Linked DNA regions of Gossypium hirsutum: region 2 is linked to region 1. A link is a contact called in public Hi-C data. All regions are on one chromosome and are shown on one strand. The core of a region is the stretch at or near the end of the contact, and the rest is flanking DNA. Distances in the headings are between cores, read along the strand shown.

Evidence for each region. Hi-C and Micro-C count contacts between places; a contact is called where the count stands out from the background.
Region 2: a contact with region 1 is called in a Hi-C map of leaf, with 2.7 times the contacts expected there. The contact joins the promoter of LOC107949270 here to the enhancer-like site in region 1. A contact is called at or near these places in 10 of 34 Hi-C or Micro-C datasets (anther, callus, hypocotyl and 3 more).

Annotation. Positions count from the first base shown.
Region 1 is chrA04:68,465,228-68,471,916 of Gossypium_hirsutum_v2.1, forward strand. It overlaps the pseudogene LOC107948313. Among protein-coding and RNA genes, the nearest start is that of LOC121228803, 37 kb to the right of the region's middle. Within about 2 kb of position 4,679, at least 2 of the 9 cell types and tissues checked have an H3K27ac peak or open chromatin away from gene starts, as enhancers often do. A contact at or near this core is called in leaf, where this site is marked.
Region 2 is chrA04:68,513,375-68,520,028 of Gossypium_hirsutum_v2.1, forward strand. It overlaps LOC107949270 (NAC domain-containing protein 1), which reads left to right and starts at 2,102. Exons shown (of 3, transcript XM_016883997.2): 1 at 2,102-2,523; 2 at 2,640-2,920; 3 at 3,020-3,932. The coding sequence starts at 2,319. The coding sequence ends at 3,574.

The DNA.
Region 1 (6,689 bases), core at 3,429-5,928:
ATTATGCCATTAAATATTCATGTTAAAATTTTATACTGGTATCAATTTCACATTTTATTTTTAAATAACTTTTATTAAAAAATCACATTTTTACATTTAATATATTTCTTAATTCCAAAATACATAATGACAAGAATCTGAAGATAATTGAAATAACTAAGCAAGCAAAGAAGCTAACCCGTATATAAAAGATTAATAAATAAATTATGACGTGATGAAAGTTAATAAAAATTTTGATTAAGGTGAACAAATTTTATTACAATGGGTGACGGTGATTACAAGGACTCAAAATTATTTTTTAAAATTTAACTCGAATAAATATATTCGATTCGACTCGAATTCCATCTCACTCGACTCGATTCAAGAAAATTTCAAATCAAATTAGGATGATAAAATATGATTCGTCAACTCAATTAACTCGAAATTTTTTCATTCGATTCGATTTGATTCGATCGAACGCTCACCCCTAAACAAAACATTATGTATATAAATGATTTATGTATTAACTTTCCTTTTAATACCTTTAAATGATTTATAAACTTAATAGCTTAACTTAAAATGATTTTTAAATGATCTTATGGATGATTTTGATATTAATTTAATTATTTAATTCATTTTATAAGTGTATAAACGAATCTAAAACATGTATTATGATTGTTATGAAAAAAATTAAGAAATAAAATATTATATTTTTTTTGAAAAAACCCGAACTTTTTAAAAGTCACCGGACTAAACCGAACCAAATTACAATTTTCAATTTTTGATATTTCAATGTTTATTTTATATAGTTTCGATTTCAAAAATTAAAAAATAAATAAAGCTATATTCGATTCAATTCTTTTTTAAATAAAAAAATCAAACCGGACAGAATATATTCTAATAAAAAGTGATGGAATTGTTGATGGTACTTTTTGGATTCAATTCTAAATGTAACATACAGTTTAAAACTTGGAAGTCATAGGGTGATCCAAGTCTCAAAAGGCTGGCCGTGAAAGTACAAATAAAAAGAAAAAGGGTAAACATCATTATTCAACTAACTTCACTTTTCTTATATACAAATTCATATATATATATATATTCAATTCATATCAAATATATTTTTATAAGTAGTATATATACAATATTTATCGTAATCTAAATAAATACGATATTTTTAATTTAAAATTTAACAAGTGATGTTGAATATAAAAATTTTATACATTATCATATTCTATCAACTAAATTTTAATTGGAATGATATTGTCATTGTTGTGAATAAAGAAAACGTAAGTGTATGACCATGTCTAACAGTAACAACAAAGCCTTATGGAGTTTCTCCAATATGTCTTATATTGGAAACCTAAAACATTCTGCGTTAGTTCCAATATATAATATATATTAATTCTTTATCTATTGTTCAACATGTTGAATTAATCTATAATTTTTTAATTTAATTATTGTTGAATGAAAAATTGATATTTTAATCCATTGGACTTCTACGCTCTAGTTGGACGAAACAGTCAACTAAAAATACTTCAGTTTTCTGGCTGTTCAATGTGGAAACAGAGAGTGAAAGTTCATTTATAGAATTAAAAATATAAGCAAAGGGGAAAATAAAACAATAATACTGAAGAAACGATAAGCGAGCTAAGACACCACGCAAAACAACAAGAGCAACAACATACATGCATGCATATGACTTGGTGTATTTTTGGCTCACTGTTTAGTCTTTTCAAACATGGAATTGGGACCCCTCTTCACAAGATGAACTTCTGTTCCTTTTTCTGGGGTTTGCTTTTGCTTTGCCTTAATTCACTCACACCCCAACTCGGTCCCCAATTATCAGCTTTTTCGTAACTATAAAGGACCACGATCCTATATTTTTGCCGCCTTTTATGTACTGAGCTGTATGCATGTAAGTTGTAACGGTATTTGGAATTTGGAAAGGTAGCTAAGCTTAGTGGTTGCTGCTGCTGAATTGATTCAGACCCATGGTTGAACCAATTGATACAAATTTAGCTAGTTCCTGGGGTAAAAATGGACGAGCAGACTGATCATTGCCCATGCCAAGGAAATCCCTAGTTAAGCTCTGGTCAATTGAGTTTGAACCAGGGTGCATCTTTAATTGATTTGGGGCATTTTGTTTCACTCCTGTTTGTAAGATGAGCCTATCAAAGTTGTTGCTTGTTCCGAGACCTGCATAAGCACTCATTGATACACTACTTGACGCCATTAAATAACTCTCTTGTTGCTTCACATTTGGGTATATTTGCTGCAGCTGATCGTTTCTATTTTGAGTCGATCTCAAACTAGCTGACCTTTGAGAAGAAGTTGAGCTCCTTACACAAAAACTGTTCCCAAAGAAGGACGTCGGTTTGCTTCTTGTTGAACCCATCTGGGCTGCTTTTTGCAAGAGCGCAGTTGCAGACATTGGTGCAGCAGGCTTGGATTGCTCGTTTTGAGTATCCGAGTAGAGAGGCGACAAGCTTTCCATCAACTTGCCTTTGCTTCCACCTTCTTCGTTTAGACCTTGTGGCAATGGCAATAGAGGAGGATTGGAATCTGTACCAAAATTGTTCAGTGAAGATGAACCAAATAGATTGCCTGAAGCCATTTGGACCATCTCAGGCAGACCTAGCAGTAAGATGAACATGGCCTCGTTTACTAATCATAATATCAAAAGAAAACTGGGATTTAGACGCGAAGGGATTATGCAAGTACCTGATACAGTCATCCCACTGACATCTTGTGTAAAACCGGAACCAAACTGAGGAATTCCACCAAATCCAATAGGCAGATTCACAACATCGTTTCTGAAATTTAGATTTGTGGCTGCACCAGCAACGGAACTGAATCTTGCACTCTCTTCAGCTAAGGCGTCACAGAAAGCTCTATGTGTGATAAAGCTGTCTTTTCTGTTTGCATTAAAACAACCCCAAATTCATTACACTAACCATTTATGACCTAATCATTAGGAAGTCCTCACATATATATATACATGATTATGAGCATTTATGTACCTGGAAAACAGTGTCCCACAGTCACACTTGTACTCCCTAGTACCACAAGTTTTGGAGTGAGCTTTCCAGTCGGATTGAACGGCGTATTTCTTCGAACATTTCTCACACTTCCACTTCTTTTCTCCATGTTTTCTGCTGAAATGCTTCTTTATCCCAGTGAGGTCACCGAGTGCTCTCGATGGATCATGGTGGACGCAGGTTTTCTCGGGGCAAATGTATACCTTCTTCTTAACTGGTTCTTTGTTGTTTCTTTGCTTCAGCTTCCATGGAAGATTGTGACCCCTTCGATGAAGCTGCAAGTTTTGGTCTCGTTGGAAGCCTTTGTTGCATATTTCACATATGAATCTGTTGGTAGCCATGAGAGTTTTGGGAGATAGAGCAATAACTTCAGCATCTGGATCTGTTACGTGACAAATAAAAGAACATTAATTAATTAATTAATTAATTACTGGAATAAATCGGTTCATCAATAAAAACAAAGAAAAGGGTATCATCAAAAGAGAGAGAGAAAAAAAAAGAATTGATCAAGCAAACTTACCTGGATTTCCTGGAAGATTTCTCTTCTTCTTAACGGGATTGGATTTAGGGTTAGGGTTTGTATTATTTTGTTCGGGTTTGTATTATTTTGTTCTTGATGAACAAACCCTCCTATTGAAACAGGTAAAGAAAACCCATCACCAGACATCTTTTTCCCCCAAAACTGATAGTTATGAGAATTAGTTATAAGAAAACAACTAGCTTTCAAAACGGCTAAAAAAACGAGTTCAAAACATAAGAGAACAAGGAATCTCCAAACACAAACAGATTACTCTTCTTACAGAGATCTGGTTTTTTTTTTAATTTGATTTCAAAAGAAAAACAACAAAATCTATGATTACTGAAGAGAATATCTCTGTGTTTCTCTCTTTTATCTTTTTTTTTCTTACACTATTCAACTACGTCCTCCATTTCTATATTTACCCATATCTTTAAAGTCGGTCTCGTCAGCCATTGATGTAGATAGGCAACACCGTCACCCCTTCCCCCCCAACTTTCTTTTTCATACACAAATACACGGTTGTTGAAATTTGCTTTTGTGTGTGCAAGAAAGCGACCAAACTGCTGCTATTGAGAGACCAGCTGCTGCTGAGGTGAAAACATATTGATTTTTGTGTGTGTTTTTGTAGTTGTTGTAGCTACCTTTTGAGCTCAAATTACGTAGGCTAGTTTAAAAATATGTAAATATATTAATAGTATTTGTAGTAGTAGCCAAGTAAAAGGCTAAAAGCTACTAGAATAGAGTAATAATAGGTATAAAAGAAAGAGAAATGGATGGTATTTATTTAGTTTAGTGATAGAAAAGGAAGAACAAAGGTGAAATGAAAGGGATTTGGTTTGGGGTGTGTTTGTGTAGTGATGAGAGTGTATGAAAAAGGGCGGGGTGAAGATTGGGTTAAAAGGGAAATGCCTTTACAGCCAGTTTTGAGCAGTTTATTTACGCATGAAATGATTAAACCATAATTAAAAGTAAGAGCAGATTGGATTTAGGGGTAAGAAGGAAGAGATAGATAAAGAAAGGGGCCGAGGGGAGGGATTACTGAGAAGTGAAAGGACGGTCCGTGATACTTGTCTGGGAAGAGGGACCCAGATTTGAATTGTGATTCAGATGCTGCACCCTCCTCCAGCATCAGCATCCCTCATCAAGTCTTCCACTGCATCTTCCTACTCACACCTACATTCTCATCCTTTGTTTTTCTTCCCCACATCCCATAGTATTCGGCTTACTAACTTCCAAGACGGGTGATTTGATTTTTAAATGAGAAAGTAAATCGTCTCAATGTTTTTTCTTTTTTATCAAATTCAATCCAAAACATCAAATGTTTATCATCGTACTCTTTCTTATACAACAAAAGTCTATTATGTATATATGTTGCCACTCATATCAATGTAGTCACCTTTTATTTTTATTATTATTATTATTATTATTATTATTAGGCATTTGTAGTTTTTTTTACTTTGGTACTTGAACTTGGCAATCGGGTTTATTTTAATATTTAAATTTAAATTTCATCAATATTTGATAATGTGATTAATGCTTTTGGGATATGACTGGATTGGTCAATTGGGCTGGATTGGATAAAAAACTGACTGATACCCTAGTCCAAACAAAAAAATTGAATTTATTGAATAAAAAACTGTTCGAAACTGATAAAAATAGAATATTGAGACAAAAAATGATAGTTGAATCAGATTAATATTTTTTAAAAATTTTTATGAATTTTTAATTATCTATTTAATTATTATTTGTCTAGCAGTTAATCGATCAAACCGATTGAATTAGGAACCAGTAATCTATTTGATTCAACGACTAGTCTGGTTATTAGAACACTTTTTATGATACTTTATTGTACTACGTCATTACCTGAAAATTTATATAATTTTTTTTCAATTTTCAAGTAATGGTCTGACACGTATCAAGGTGTCGCATCATTAAAATTTTATATTTTTCAATTTTAGGGACCAAAATAAATCTAATTACTAAGTTCAAGTACCAAAGTCGATAAAAAAAGTACAAGTACCAAAGTGGACCTAATTATAATAATAGAAAAATTATTTTATGGACCCTTCCCACCACGTCATCAATGGTCTCTTTTCAACTACTTAATGATATTTTAACAAATTTTTCCATGTCATTGACATATAATTTTGGAAATTTTTTTATCATAAATCTTGAACACCGAACCCTGGACCTTGGACCTTGGACCTTGGACTTGAACCTTGAACATTGAACCATGAATCCTAAATCCTATACCTAAGCCCCGAACCATGAAATCTAAATCCTAATACTAACCTTGAACCTTGAACCCTAAACCCAACCTTGGGTTTGGGGTTCAAGGTTCAAGTTCGAGGTTCGAGGTTCGAGGTTCGAGGTTTAAGGTTCAAAGTTTTGAGTTCGTGATTCAAGGTAAAAAAGTTACTAAAATTATGTGTCAATGACATGGAGAAAATTGCTAAAATGTCATTAAATAATTTGAAATAGACCATAGATGATTTGGTGGAAAGCTTCCAAAAAATAATTTCTCTATAATATTATTATTAAAAATATGTAATTTATTTATCTAAATAAATAAATATAAATGTGTGCATACTATTAGAAATTTATAAACTATTAATAACATCTTTTTAAAACTTTCTTGTTTTAGTTTGATGATCAAATGTGGTTCATCCATAAAACTTATTTGGGTTCGAATTTTTGCGAGAGCAAGTGATAAGCTTTTATTTGGATAGTTCCCTTTGAACATTGTATAGTGTAAGTAATGTCCTTATTGTGTGATTTTTTTGATTCAGTCAAACAAAGTGGAGCCTTGCTTTTTTTTTCCCTAATTTTTGATTCATTGGATTTTGATTTTCAAGACTGTTTTTTTGTTTGCTTCTTCCTTCTTTAATCTTTGTTTTTCAAGAGTTTTCTCTCTCAAGTTTTAGGTTTTTACTTTTGTTCAAGGACCTATGAAACAATAAGACTTATAGGTGTTGAAGAAGTTTGTTTCCTTTCTTCTTCTTCTTTTTTCATTTTGCCTCATGTGTTGTTTTGCTTAATGATATAAAGAGTTTATAGCTCTATCAATCTTGCTCTTGTACAAGTTATATCACCACAAACACACTAGGCAAGTTTTAGTGACTAACATCTACAAATGATGAAAAGATGGAGAT
Region 2 (6,654 bases), core at 852-3,351, 46 kb after region 1:
GATTTATTTCCAGTTGATACGAGTTGTAATTTCAATTAGAAGTTCAAATTCAAGTTGTTTAAGTATGTAATTAAATTGAAACAGAAAATTTGTCAAGTCATTCTAGTTAGTGTAGCATCCGATATCCGGACTTAATGATTGGATCAGGTAGCGAATGTTACATTTGGTTTGGACTGGATCAAACAAATCAAGTTCCCTGTTTTAAGAAGACTGAATTGGGTAACTTAATAACATATCCTAAAGATTTGAAGACTTATCATGCTCATGTTGAAGATATTATCTTTACTGATTATCTTGCTATTTTGATGGGAAGATTGATTGTAATTAATCATTATCTTAACAAGCATTAAACTCTTATATATTAAAAGGCTTGCGTATGTAAAAAGTGTGGAGAATTTTAACACTTATTTTGTAATTTAGAACTTATTTTTTAGAATGCATTTTGTAAGTAATAAAGTGAGTCACTTGGTTTTTATCCTAAATTTTTAGGGGAAAACTTAAAGGAGAGTAATCTAGATCTTAGGTACCAAATTGAGGTTGTTAATCTAGTGGTTGTCAATGATTGTAACCACTTGTTGTATGAGGTGTTAAATAATGCAATATCTCTCTATGCAAGGCCTTATAGATATAGGGAAACTGAATTGTGGAAACATATCAAGAGTATATTGTTTTTCTACTTTATTCTTCACCAATGCCTGAAGTAATGGACACTGCTTGTAGCACTACTTCTGACACTACTCAATTTCTACTTGCAATTATTGATTTTAGACCTAAAAAATTTAATTAAATTTTGATACATAATTCTGAAATCTTTTCATGTTTGGACTCAAATTTGGTTGGATTCACTCATTTTCACTGTTTGCATTATAAAATATTTTAAAAATATGTTAACATTAGTATTTTACTCTAAAATATTAATGTTAATAAAAAAATTCTTTAAAATATATTTTTACTCACAATTTAAATTATTTAAATTCAAATTAAATCAAACTAAATTAAAATTAAAAAATAAAATTATTTCAATGAAGCATTCGAGATAGAAACAAGTATAGACGGAAGTGGCGGGTAGAGCCAAAGTATATAAATGGATCAAGCGTAGGACAAATTATGTATGAAATTAGAAAGATGAAGATTAAGCTCAATCAAAATAAGATATTGCATAATTGCCCATTTGCATACAAAGTAGATTTAGCCATAAATTGTTTATGGTCGACAGTCATTCTTTGGTCATGCTGGCAATGTCATAACCGACGCTTGTTCAACAATTTTCACTTTAAATAAACATCTTATCATCAAAATATTTTTATTTAATATGTATATCAAGACAACTTATTTAAGGTCCAATCACTTTTTTTTTTAAGTTTAAGGTCCAATCACTCTTGTTCCTCGTATGGAGCAATAATAATTGCAAAAATCTATTTGCCAGTCCATTTTACAAATGCTCTTTTGTCCATATATAACACTCAAATTTTGGAATTAGTATTCCTTCCGGTCACCTCGATTTTTGGAATTATTATTATTATTTCTCTGTAGCCTCTTGATCGGCAAATGGTTATGGGGTTAAGCGAAAAAATCTTGGGGCAAAATCAAATTATAAATTTGATAATCATAATTTTATTATTCTTAGACAATCAAAGTATAAACTTAACTTAAATTTGTAAGATTTTAAAGGTGGCCCCTAAATTGGTTAAGCTAATCAAGACAAGTGTCACAAAAACATGATCGAAATGAGGTAATTATCCTTTGTAAGTTCATTATTCTCATGTCTCGTAAAATAAGCCAATACATTGGCACTTAGCATTAGCAGACAATATCAAAGGGGGGCTCCAATACACTGGGGGCCTTAGGTTCCAACCCTAATATATATACATGACTGACTGCTGAAATCAGTTGTAGATTTGGCCTAGTTATGTTATGATGACGTGAAGTACTTGGAACCGGTTTGGCATACACATTGTGACAAAACATGTCTATCCAAGAATTTCTGTTCCAAACAGGGTTCAAATATATGGACAAATCCGTAGCTTTCCAATCTCTTTCCATGAAATTTTACAAATAGGTTTTTTTAGCCATTTTTTTTTATTAATAGCCTTAAGCAACGTCCACATCTGCATGGAGATATATGTAGAGGAACCACCCTATATAATCTTTGCACGGTACTCTTCCTATATTTACAACTATTTCCATTCGATAGTATCGGTGGAGAGACCATTAATCCCTAGGGTTCTTTTTCTTTTCTTTTTTCTTTTTTTTTTCTTTTTAATTTTTCATCCATTATTTGATCATCACCTCCAACTCCAAGAATAATAGTAATAATAATGTTGGGTGGCTCTTCAATGGAGGAAATACCAGCTGCTGGTAATAACTCATCAGAGATCCAGCTTCCTCCTGGTTTTAGATTCCACCCTTCTGATGAAGAGCTCATAGTTCATTACTTGAAAAACAAAGTGACTTCCAACCCTCTTCCAGCTTCTATTATAGCTGAGATTGATTTATACAAATATAATCCATGGGAGCTTCCAAGTATGTATATGCATATGTATACTAATTAGAAAGGGTTCTTGTAAACTGTACTGATTAGCTCTATCTGGTTTGTTTATTTGTGATCTATCTATCTATCTATCTATCTATAGTTAAAGCTTTGTTTGGAGAAGATGAATGGTTTTTTTTCTCTCCAAGAGACCGGAAGTATCCGAACGGGGCGAGGCCTAATAGAGCGGCAGCTTCGGGGTATTGGAAGGCGACGGGGACGGATAGACCGATCCTAACGTTGTGTGGAACCAAGAGTATTGGAGTGAAGAAAGCTCTGGTATTCTACAAAGGACGTCCACCTAAAGGGACTAAGACAGAGTGGATCATGCACGAGTATAGGCTGCTTGAAACCATGATTTGGACTCCCAAACGAAACGGATCTATGAGGGTAACAACTAAGACCATGTGGACCGTATAGCTAATTTATGTGATGAATTATGAATGATGATAATCGATTTTCTTTTCTTTTTTTTTTTTATGTTAACAGTTAGATGATTGGGTGCTTTGTCGAGTGAGGCAAAAAGCCAGCATACAAAGGAACAGTTGGGAAGATAGAAATATTAGCAGTCATGAACCAGCTGATAGCTTCTATGTCCCCAATTCCATTGAGCCATGGCCTTCCAACACAAACCACAACGTTGATATCGGCAAAACCTACCTATTCAATGACTGCCCTATGTTGCCTTACATTTTTGCATCTCAAGACCTTCCTTGCTTTGACACAACCTCCAGCATTAGCTTCCAAAGCAGTTACAAATCTTGCACTTCCCTCCAGGAAGCCAATTCTGGCAACAACAACATGCAGATTTCATTTTCGTTCCTACAAAACCTGTTTAACCCTTTGAAAAGAGAGTCCATGGAGGAAGGTAGTTTTGTCCCAACCAGCTGTAAGAAGCTCAAGAATACTGAGAAAGATTGCAGTGAAATGAACTTTTATAGATCAAACCATTTGGAAAACAGTGATTCTAGTCCACATCAATGGAATCCAATGATGCAGTATGATCAAAAACTTAATCTCCCGGGTTTTACTGAAACTGACTAAAGAAAGCATGGGATTATACATATGGGGTAAAAAAAGGTGTACATAAAATTATCAATGGTTTCTATAGTTTGTTGAGGTGAAGGTGTGCAGTTAGATATACAGTAGTTTCTACTTACGGCCCGGGTGGAGATGATACATTTGTACGTAAATTACTAGGGTGATTTCGAGATCTTCATTTATGTTTATTTATTAAAAATTTCAGATTGTAATTTGTATCAATGTACATACATAGTATGACAAGTACATATGGTAAAACAATAAATGCCATACTGGCTACACCAGAGCTCAGACTAAAGCTCATGTAATTTCTATCATTGTACACACATAGTATTACAACTACATGGTTTTATTGTATCAATGTACTTCTGTTGTTTTTTTTTTTTTTTACAAAATTTAAACATTGTTACCTAAACTAAAAAAAAAAATTCCCTTTGTTTCTAGAGAAGTTATTTTCTTAAAATATTTTAAAAACTTTTTTTTTCAAAAAAATTATACTCTCTATTTCAATAAAAACATCAACTTTTTTAAATATTTTAATTAATTAAATATTACAAAAGAAACATATTTAAAAACTTTATCAAAAGTTAAATATTTTATTCATAACAAATTTTAAAGGATAAGAGATTAAAGACGGAAACCTTTTAACCATCGATTGGGAGTACCTTTTGCCCTTTAACTTCTTATTTATTGCTTTAGATCAGCTTGTATTTATCCTTTTTACTTTGTTTCCTGTTTCTATTGAAAAATGTCTTCCCTTTATTGAATGATAAGGTTATTTCATGAAATTTGAATTAAATTATCGTTGACAAAGGGTTAATGTACATTTTAGCCCTTCAGTTTGGTAATTATTCCTATTTGATAATTTTTTTTAATTTAATTGCTACTTAAATTTGAAAATTGTTAGCTACAATCGTACTTTTCTTTAAGTATGTGACTAACACCATTTATTTTTATCAATCCAACCAATCATTGTGCGCCACATGTATTAAAAAAATAAGAAAGAACAATAATTTTAAATTTTATTTTAATATTATTAATTAAAATACTTTAAAATTTTAAAAAATTTTAAGTTTAACTTATTTTTTAATATCCCCGAACCACCCCCAACCCCAACCCCTCCCCCTCTACCTCTCACTTTATCCTTCTTCTTCTTCCCAATCCCTCACCTTTCTCAATTTTTTTTTCCATTTCGTCCCTAAACTTCATGAGTTCATAGACTCATATCTTTGCTTTAAAAAAAATAGAAAAGTCATTTTGTAATTTTTCTGAAAGTGAGAAAGATTAAGAAAATAAATGATCTATTTTTAGCCTTTTGGATTAGAGCTCTCTGGTTTATCCCCAAAAAATGGCTTCCTTTTGCTTACTAGGATTGATTTTAATTTTCGTTTTCCCTTCTTTTGTTTTTCTCTCAGTTCCATAGTTGAAGAAGGTCGTCAAAGGGTCTTATTTTCTATTATCCTTTTGTTTCCTTGTTTGAATTAGTTTTGGAAAACGATGATGATAGAGGCATGTAACGATGCTAGGTCGAGGCTTGAGTGGCAACGACTTGAACAGGTTTTAGCGATGGTGTTGGAGAAGAAACAATAGATGAAGAAGCAAAGAGAGAAGAGACGGTGATGGGATGAGAAATTAATTATTTAATTAATAAAAAGTGAAAATAAATTAAATATGTAATATAATTGGTCCTTTAATACACGTGTCATAATTTGATTGATGATGTTAAAAATTTATGGTATTAGTATTAGTCATGTACTTAAAATGGGTATGATTTTCTAGTTTAAATAACAAGTAGAAAAAACAAATATTAAGTAAAAATAGTAAAGTTTAAGGGCCGAAAATCCATTTTCGGATTGACCAAAGCGGATTTCGGCAAACATGGAAAAATACGAAAATTGTTTTCCTGAAGGGAAGATAAAAAACCTAAGAGTGGACCAAAAATCATGCCGTACAAAGGCCGATCAAATATAAGAAATCAGCGCGAAAATGGATATACTACTACAGCATAAATGATAAAACCATGAAGCTAGAAAAAAACTTGAATTCGACTTAACTTACTCTGTCTAGCTATTGAGCAAGTCAAAGTTAAATATCTTTATACTTTATTCCACTAACATGCTAGCTTAATCAAGCTTTTCTTTCTTTTTTCCCTTTTGGAACAAAGCTTTTTGTTTTCTAATTATGAAAATTTTCAACATAAAAAAGAATCTACCTTAAAATTGAGTATGAAAATTGAGATTTAACAAAAAAATAACCTAATCAAGCTTAATCAAGCACTAGCTTGAGATGAAGTTCGATTACCCCCCCTTTAAGCATATCTAACACTAAATTACCTAGGAAATCTAGCAACTACGTTTATTTCCTATTCAACTGTATAGTACTGCCACTTTAAATATGCTACTAGTTTTTTCTTCTTTTTTTTTTTTACTTACGTTTTTTCTTCTTTTTTTTTTACTTACCTCCATCTCTATTCCAAACTGGTTTCCGAGTATTAGAAACTAGGTAAGGTTAACGAAACATTTAATTGAAGAAGAAGAAAATTGATAAAGAGGATGATGAATTTGTAATCTGAAATTGATCTCTGTTTTTGATTCTTGAAAACTTGCTTGACTACATTCTGATTGGTAATCTATTTTATAGACCTTTATCAATTGCTCCTAACAACTCTTAGCTGTATTAATAGCTTATTAACTGACTAACAGCCTAGCTAACTGATTCTTTACATTCACCCAGCTTTTTGACGGGTAAAACCCAAAGAAGAGTTCGAAATCGAGCAAAAAGTGTCACCGATTGTGGCTTGGTGAAAATATCCGCAACTTGGTCACAATCTGGAACCTCACCAACAATAATGGACCCATCCGCTACTTTCTCTCGGACAAAGAATAAGTCCAGCTCAACGTGCTTGAACTTAGAATGTAACACAGGATTAGTTGCAACAACGACTGCACTGGAGCTATCACACCAAACAGTAGGAGTATCATCGAACTTGAGGTGTAGTTCTTGAAGTAGTGAAAGCAACCAGGTAACCTCATTAATGGCAGTGGCAAGGCTCCTGTATTCTGCCTCAGCCGTAGACCTAGAGA